3 separate regions of the Hordeum vulgare genome follow, and all the other regions are linked to region 1. The links are chromatin contacts, called in public Hi-C maps. All regions are on one chromosome and are shown on one strand. Each heading gives the region's core, a stretch centred on a gene start, on an enhancer-like site or on the middle of the called end of the contact. The rest is flanking DNA. Distances are from core to core; before and after follow the strand shown.

Evidence for each region. Hi-C and Micro-C count contacts between places; a contact is called where the count stands out from the background.
Region 2: a Hi-C map of seedling shows a contact between it and region 1, with 2.8 times the contacts expected there. The contact joins the promoter of LOC123430163 here to the promoter of LOC123426423 in region 1. A contact is called at or near these places in 3 of 6 Hi-C or Micro-C datasets (leaf and seedling).
Region 3: a contact with region 1 is called in a Hi-C map of leaf, with 4 times the contacts expected there. The contact joins the enhancer-like site here to the promoter of LOC123426423 in region 1. A contact is called at or near these places in 4 of 6 Hi-C or Micro-C datasets (leaf and seedling).

The regions. Positions count from the first base shown.
Region 1 is chr2H:403,840,324-403,843,023 of MorexV3_pseudomolecules_assembly, reverse strand. LOC123426423 (beta-glucuronosyltransferase GlcAT14A-like) reads left to right here and starts at 1,352. Exons shown (of 5, transcript XR_006622203.1): 1 at 1,352-2,082.
Region 2 is chr2H:403,488,617-403,491,540 of MorexV3_pseudomolecules_assembly, reverse strand. LOC123430163 (transcription factor BHLH6-like) reads left to right here and starts at 1,670. Exons shown (of 4, transcript XM_045114061.1): 1 at 1,670-1,823; 2 at 1,923-2,145; 3 at 2,246-2,674. The coding sequence starts at 1,744.
Region 3 is chr2H:403,386,849-403,389,980 of MorexV3_pseudomolecules_assembly, reverse strand. No RefSeq gene overlaps it. Among protein-coding and RNA genes, the nearest start is that of LOC123430163, 100 kb to the left of the region's middle. Within about 2 kb of position 1,505, at least 3 of the 3 cell types and tissues checked have open chromatin away from gene starts, as enhancers often do. A contact at or near this core is called in leaf and seedling, where this site is marked.

The DNA.
Region 1 (2,700 bases), core at 103-2,602:
GCTCCAGAAATGGGATGAAATGAGACAATATGTGTTGGATAAAATTTGTGCACATGAGGATGACGAAATATACTGGAAATTAGATAATTCCAGAGAATACTCCACTAAAACTATGTATAGATGGTTAGAGAGAAACCTTGCAGGGGCCAATTATAAGTGGATTTGGGGAACTAAGATTCCTTTGAAGATTCAAATCTTCTTGTGGCAGTTATTTCAAAACTCCATTCTTACAAGAGATAATATGAAGAAACGCCAGTGGAAGGGGGACCCTAAATGTTCTTTTTGTGATGAACCTGAATCGGCGCAGCATTTGTTTTTTGGGTGCTCGGTGGCCAAGGTTGTTTGGAGAACTGTTGGTGCTGTTTTTGGTACCAGTTATATTCCGAAAACGATTTGGAAAGTTTATTCTTGGTTGTATGCTTTTTTGCGAGGCTTATGTGAGATTTATACTGTTGGCTTAGCTGCAGTTTGCTGGTCTATATGGTTGGCTCGGAATCGGGCTACTTTTGAAAAGAAGTGGATTAACACTCCTTTTGAAATTGTTTTCACAACATGTGCGTTTGTTGAATACTGGGTAGGTATGCAAAAACCGATGATGGTGGAGACTGTCAAGAAGGGAGCTCAATTGCTAAAAGAGAGCGCATCCCAGATGTTGTTGCTATGTGGACCACCAAGGCCAGAATCGACCGAACAGGCACAGGAGGAAGAAGCCTGGGAGGAGTGATAAGTGCAGGAGAAGATGACGATTCCTTGGCGATGGATCTTGCTGGTTACAGTGCAAAAAGCTTGGTTCCTAGTGATGATTAAATTTTGTCAGTGTGTGACTCTTTTGTTTTATCTTGTGCTCTTTTGTGAGCCTGGTCTGGTTATGGTTGTTGGAAACCCTGGTAGCGGGTTCATGGTAGTGTAGCTTTTGATCTTTTGCGTAGTATCAGATGATATCAGGTTTTCGTCCCACAGTTTATGTTCCTGATGAGAGGCATAAACGGTGGGTTTCCTGATATTGTTACGAACTCGCTTTTTTTCGTTTCCCTCTCTTTCTGGTTCTGGTTTTAAAAACATTGTATTTTCGTTATGAAAGTAATGGAAAGGGGAGAAAGCCCGGTTCAAAAATGTTACACAAAACTATCAGTTGAGCGATTTTTTTATAAAAACAGTTTGTGAATTTTTATCAATTTTGCCGGTTGCCCTGAAATCGAACACCGACCCGCGTGTCCGCCGTGGCCTTTAAAGCCCCACGGCCCCACCACAACTAATTTTTCTTTTGAGACAACTAAATGCCAACTGGTAACTTCCCACCACGGCACGCACCTCCTTCTGGACCTTTCGGCCCACGGCGCCACCTTACGCCGTGCCGTGCCGTGCCGCCTAACTTTTAAAAACTCTCCCCTCCTGTCCCCGTCTCCCAGTCCAAGCATCCAATTCCAAACCACGCACTAATCGACTACGACCACCTCGCCCCCGCCGTAACGCGCACCCCTCAGGTCGCCGCCGTGCTCTCTCGTCACCATTTATTCCCGCGCTTCCAGTTCCGTACGCCTCATGCCGCCGGCCGCGCGGGTCAAACCTCCAACAAAATGAAACTCGGTGCAATGAGGTCGTGCCGCTTGCCCCCGGCCATCGCGGCCGCCGCGCTGGCCGCGGCGGCGCTGCTGGTCCTCTTCCGGGCCTCCCCTTACGGTCTCGCCTACCCCCCCGCGCGCGTCCGGCCGCTCGTGGCGAGGGGTCCCGGGAGCCCGCCTTCCGTCGCGTACTGGATATCCGGCACGGGCGGAGAGGGCCGCAGGGTCCTCAGGCTGCTCAGGGCGGTGTACCACCCGAGGAACCAGTACCTGCTGCACCTGGACGCGGGGGCGTCGCGGGACGAGCGGACGGAGTTGGCCGCCGCTGCGCGGGACGAGGCGGCGTGGAGGGAGTTCGCAAACGTCGACGTGGTAGGGGAGAGTTACGCGGTAGACAGGACGGGCTCCTCGGTGCTCGCAGCGGCGCTGCACGGCGCCGCTGTGCTGCTCAGGATTGGGGCTGACTGGGACTGGTTCGTCACGCTCAGCGCCTGGGACTATCCTCTCGTCACGCAGGACGGTAAGATAGATACTGCTAGCAAACACTCTTCCTATAGTTTAATTAATTTTCTATGCTTTTTAATATATATTTTTCTATGCTTTTTAATATATAATTTTATATGGAGTACGTACTGGGTGATTGCGATTGCCATTTGATGCATTGCTTACCTCTCAAGACTCATGAGATGGATTTCTTTCTTGCGAGTTACGGCTTAATTGTACACAAGTTAGTTACCATTGAGTTGGAGTGGCTGACATAGCTTTTTTTAAATTTTGTTGTTGCTGCCTGACATTACAAGCTATGAATCAGTCTAAAATCTCACATTTTGAAATTGGATACTCGAGGTGCATTGTGCTGTTAGTCCTGGAAACTGTTTGGTACTAGCTGCACCTTTGTACAACTCTATTTCTGGTTGTGCCAATGTAAGTGCCGTCCTTAAGGGCGTTGCAGTATGTTTTTGCGCTGAATTGTTCAAACGGTCTTCTACGAGTAGCTGTCCGTACTCCGCGGTGCTGTACTTAATCAATTCTGCAACAACCTACCAGAATCAATAAGGTCGGGCAACTCATGTGTGCTAGTACTGAATTTTTGATAATCAGCGAGAGCTATCATTGGGATATTGCTCAAATGTCACAC
Region 2 (2,924 bases), core at 421-2,920, 350 kb after region 1:
AGATCTGTAATCATGACACTCGGTCCTGGTGGCAAGAATTAAGCATAGAAAAGTCCTAGCTAGCAACATCTATCTGAGAACATATTGGATACTAGGGATCAAGCCCTAACACATTGACAACTATTACATCTGAAATATCATCCAAATCCCATCTATCCTCAGTATGCGAAGAAGGCGGTTACTTACATATGGATGTGAGCATCATGAGGTTGTTGATGGAGAAGGGTTGACGATGACGATGGTGGCGATTCCCTCTCTCTGGAGCCAGAGGTGGTCTCCTGATTAGGGCTCCCAATGAAAAACATGAGGTGACGGTGGCTTCGTATCACAAAACACGATGAAACTTCTCTATGATTTTTGAACCGGGGGGGGGGGGGGGCTGTCAATTTATAGCACCGGAATCGGGTCAAATCGGTGCTCACGGGCCCCACAAAGACATGTATTGCGGCTCAAAGGTAGCCGCGCCACCCGTCCATGTGGACTCCTATTGGCCCTTCTTGGTACTTGTTAGCTCCAATATTTTCTATATAATCTCCAAAAAAAATCATCCAATTTTGAAAGCTTTTATTTCTGTTCAAAACAACGTCAGTGTGGGATAGTTGTTTTCAGAATTTTTTTCCATAGAAGTTATCACTAAAGCATATTGAAGAGGTATGGTTCAGAATGAAGTATGTAGCTTCTATGGTTCAGATTTTTGTTTTCAAAATAGTTGTCACTAAAATCTTCTGAAGAAGTATGGTTCAGATTTTGAAAATTCATGTGTTCTTCTTTAGCACGGCATGACCAAAAAAATCCTTGTAGCTCCAAGACCGCTTACAAAAGTAAGAAAGGAGTCATTCATATTATTCTATTCAACCTTCTTTATTCTACACACATGCTTAAATTATGACATGGGGTCGTCCTATTAGTAAATCCAGACATTCACGTTATAGAATATGTGTTTTTAGTAGTCATGTTTAGGTACTATCAGGGACGAATTTAGGGGGGAGAGGGGGGCTAGACCCCCCTAACAAATCGATTCTTCTACTATGATTGTGATTGTTGTAGGCAAAAAAATTCACTTCATATGAACTTTGCCCCCTTCATGAACAAACTTGCCCCCTCTATGCATGAATGTTGGCTCCGTCTTTGATACTTCTCCCCTGTTTTATAATATTAGAGCATTTCTAACACTGTTTTTGAAAGTACATTAGTATTAAAAATGTTTTTATATTATGGAACGAAGGGAGTAAGGTCATCTTCAGTTTTATGTAAAGCTACTAGTTAAAAAAAAACTACTAATTAATGCCCTTGCGAAGAGCCTCATTTTGTGTCAACGAAAAGAGAAAAGGAAAGAAACTGTTGTCGTCGCGTTGGGGCTGAGCTAACAAGGCACGTGTGTTAGTAGACTAGTAGTACGAGTAGTAAATCGAGCTATCACGAATGCTCCATGTGCTAGATTAGCCAAACTTAATTAATAATCCCGCACGCGAGACAGTGCTCTGCGCGTGAAAGAGAGTGGCGTGCGTGTCCGCCTTGAATTTCCCCACGTTTTTCGCCTGGTCGTTACGCGGAGGCGGAGACCACAGGCCAGCGCGTCCCTGTCCCGTGCGCGGGGCCCGCCAGCCAGCCACTCATGCTAGCCCGCGCCTATATATAAGGGCTCAAAGGGACAAGTGAGAGCACCTGGAGAAAGAGCGACAGAGCAACAGAACAGAGAAGAGCATCAACTCGCGACGAATCAGAGGGGAGAAGAAACAAGACATGGACCCGGACATGGGCGAGAACTTCGCATACTACTGGGAGACGCAGCGCTACCTCGAGTCGGAGGAGCTCGTTGACAGGTACGCCTTTTTCCCGCCTTCCGGCCATCCATCGCGCCATTGTTGAGGGATTTTGGAGGAGAGGGTGACGGTGATTCAATTCATGGTACTTGGCTGCAGCATCTTCGTGGGGGCGACCGAAGACGCCATCTCGTACTACGACTCCAGCTCGCCGGACGGTTCACACTCGTCCTCGACGCTGACGGGGGCGGCCATGCCAGGGGCGGGGATCGGGATGGGTGGCACTGGGGCGAACAAGAACATCCTGATGGAACGCGACCGCCGCCGCAAGCTCAATGAGAAGCTCTACACGCTCCGCAGCGTCGTGCCCAACATCACCAAGGTGAGCGCAAGCATCTCAGCCGGCACCGGCATTGCTAGTACACAGCAGCATCTCCATCGCCGGAGAGACGATTCTAACGGCAAGTTCCTCGTCGTTGCAGATGGACAAGGCCTCGATCATCAAGGACGCCATCGAGTACATCCAACATCTGCAGGCGGAGGAGCGGCAGATGGAGGCGGAGGTGTCCGCGCTCGAGTCCGCCACCGGCGCGGACGATGACTGCGACGGCGGCCTCTCCGTGGAGCAGGTCTCCTCGGCACAGAGGAAGAAGGTGAAGCGCGCTCTGTCGGTCTCGTCCATGAACGACGCCCTGCTCGCCGCGGCGGCAGTTGCCTCGCCGCCCGTGGAGGTCCTGGAGCTGCGCGTGTCGGAGGTGAGCGAGAAGGTGCTGGTGGTGAGCGTGACGTGCAGCAAGCAGCGCGACGCCATGACCAAGGTGTGCCGCGTGCTCGAGGAGCTCCGCCTCAGGGTCATCACCGCCAACATCACTTCCGTCTCCGGCTGCCTAATGCACACCCTCTTCGTCGAGGTACGTCGCCGCCGCCGCCGCCGCCGCCATCCACAATTCATGAGAACCAGTTCTTTCGCACGATTCTATCCGATCCGATGGCTCTGTTTCTGCTTCTGTTAGATAATAAGATGACGTTGGTTGTGCTGACGTCACAGACCCCTTCTTTTTAAGTTGGTTGACTGAATTTGACTTTTACCATTGGTAGACCCTTTTAGTTTCCTCTTTTAAGGTCTTTTTAAGGTCCAAAGTCCGTAGTTTTGTTACGTCA
Region 3 (3,132 bases), core at 256-2,755, 450 kb after region 1:
TTTTCGTCGTTGACCGTTTTGAGATCAACCACACACGCACACGCCCGCGGCATCATTAAATTTTTGTTTTTTAAAAGTGTGTATAAAACTTTCTAGGATTGTGTCGAAACTTGGCGCGCGGTCTTAATATAGTGTAGGTAGACTGCCTGCCAAATTACGTCGCAATCGAAGCCCGTTTGATACCCGAACGGTCGACGGTAGCGGCACCGTCATCGTTTTGTCGTCGAACGTTTTCGGTGTTTTAAAATCTTGTGTCGGGCCGCAAACCCCTCTCTTCTCTCAGCACATCATGGTTACACAGCCCACCTAGCCCATCAAGACCATCCCCACGTCCGTAGTCGTCCGATCAAGATTGTATGGCTCGAAAACGGGCAAACCCCCCCTAACCTAGCCCCATTGCCGATAAATAGGCCACCTCTACCTAATTAGGGACAAACCTTGTTTCGGGGCAATTTGTAGTAGGGAATGGGAATTAGGGGGGTGTAGGACTTAAAATCCCTTGTTTGATTGGAGGACAGGGGAATTAATGAGGGAAGGGGAAAGGGAGTTACGGGTCAAACTCCCCTTATCTCTTCCCTAGTGGGGGCTGGTAATTGAGGAAGGGAATGGAAAATGAGAGGAAAAAAACCGTTGTCATGTTAGTTGCTCTCGCTCCGTATGTGTAGGGATAGAATACCACCGGTGGATCCATTTACTTAGTTAGTTTCCCTATCAAATTCTCATGAAAAACCCCTTTCAATCACCAAACAAGGGAATGGGACTAGGAGACTATTTCCCACGTCCAAACCCTCCAGCCAACTCCCACTGCTAATTCCCATTCCCCTTCGCTGAGACTGCCAAACACGCTGTAACTCCTAGCGATCTTGTCCCGCCGCCACCCACCTAGTTTTCTCCACAAGCCAAACCGCAGCCAAATTCCCCCCACAGCTCGTGTCCCCATGGACGCGTCCGCCTGCCCGTAGCCCGGCATCAAGCAGGAGTAGCAGCTCCCGCCGCACCTGCCGGAGCCCCAATTTCACCTCGCCGACCGGTCTCCTCGGAGCTCCACCAGCAGGCCGACCAGCATCGCGCCCCTCTCCTGCTCCTCTTTCCTTCCTTCCCTTCTTTTCTTCCTCCCGAGTCTCACCTCGTTCTCTCTCTCTCTCTCTTTGCAACCTCGAACAGGAGCAGCGAGCAACGCCATGGAAGGCCACCGTCGCGGGCATCAGCAGGGACCTTCTCGACCACTAGATCTGGCGCCTCCACTCTACGCCCCTGCTATTTGACCTCCCGACCTCCGATGCGCGCCTCCCGATGCATGGCGTCGTCTTTGCTTCCTGTGCTCGAGCGGGAGCTCTCCATGGCCACAGGAACCATCGTCGCGGGCCACCATCTCGTGACGGGTCTGGTCGGAATGGAACTCCCGTTCCGCGCCACGCCAGGACACGGCCTTGCCCCCTCGCCTGCAGCTCGCCTTGAGCAACCCCCCGACCCTCTCCATCTTCGGGCCATGCACGCGGCCTCTGTTGGCCCCGCTGTGAGCATCCTTTCCATAACTGAACTTCGTGTTGCATTCAGATCCGTTCTGGCATGTTAAGGATATTTAGAAGTGCATGTATTTTATAAAATGAGGACATATCTAGCCGAGTTGGCTAGCTCGGCAGTTCTGCACCTGCGGGATCCTCGATTCGAGTCCAAGTGGCTCCAAATTATGTATAGTTTAATTTTTTACACAGCCACACACCCAAGCACGTCGGCCGGAAGCTTCCACTGACTGCAGCCCAGTGCATAGATTCGGCCCGTTGCATTTTTTTCTCTCGACGAATTTGTCTAATTAGCTCGAGCATTTTAAAGTTACACATTAGATGCCTATTTTAAAACTCCCGTATCTTTCAAACCCGTCGGATCGAAATAAATTAGATATGAAAAACGTGTAGAGTTTCGTGTAGATTAATATTTCCAACTTTCGTGCATATCTAAAACTGTTTAACCTTTATGTTGCATCGTTTTGCGTGATACCATGTGAAAATGGTTTAATTCGTAGCTAGTTAACCGTAACTCCGTTGGAGATGAGCTATATATATGTGAACCGACTAGAATGACGTGTAGTTTCACGTGAACCACTTTGTTGTCGTTTAACAAAAATAAAATGTGTTTTGGACATATCTGGACAAATTTCAAAGTCAACACATGGGATCGTCTCAGAAATGCTATATGTCATTTCCGGCCTCATTTAAAATGTCTAGATAGGTAATTTATTTGTGCTTCACCTCTTTCCATGTTTAAACAACATTTAATACTGTCATGTATCAAAACGGGAGTGAACTAAATAACTCGTATGTGGAGTTTCGTCAATATGCAACTCGTTACATATTGAGCTTCACTTAATGTGTAGTGTTTGGCGGTTGTGAATTGCTATGCCATGCCTTGCATAATTCAACTGGACATGCATCATATTAGGTTGTGCATCATATCGTGCATGTGACGTGGTGAATGTCGTGTGTTGATTCTTGTTTTCAGTTCGCTTCGTCTCAGTAGAGTTCCATAAGCGTGTAGGAATGTGAGGATCCGTTCGACTACGTCGGTCCATCTGCTTCACGGATTCGTTCTTCTTCCAAGCGGGATCGCAAGCAAGATGATAATTTCCCTATATACCATTACTATCAATGTCATGCTAGTTGTCTCGTTTCTTTCATTATGTCTCGTTGCCTACCACCTATTAAATGTCAGCCTGTCAACATTGCCATAAACCTTCAACCTTTTTACAACCTAGCAAACCACTGATTGGCTATGTTATCGCTTGCTTAACCATGTGTTAACGTTGCTAGTTACAGATGCAGTTGCTTCCATGTGAAAACATGGGTTCCTTGTTATGTCCCCATATTAATGCCATTTAATTTAAAGCACCTATATACTTGGTAAAAGGTGGAAGGCTCGGCCTTTCTAGCCTGGTGTTTTGTTCCATCTTTACCGCCCTAGTTTCGGCTACCGGTGTTATATTCCATAACTGAGCGCTCCTAACACGACCAGGGTTGTTATGGGGACCCCCTTGATAATTCGTCTTAGATTAAAACTGGTCTGGCAATGCCCAACTTTTGTACTATAATTGCCTAATTAACTAATGAACCACATAGGGTTGATCACCCCGTGGAT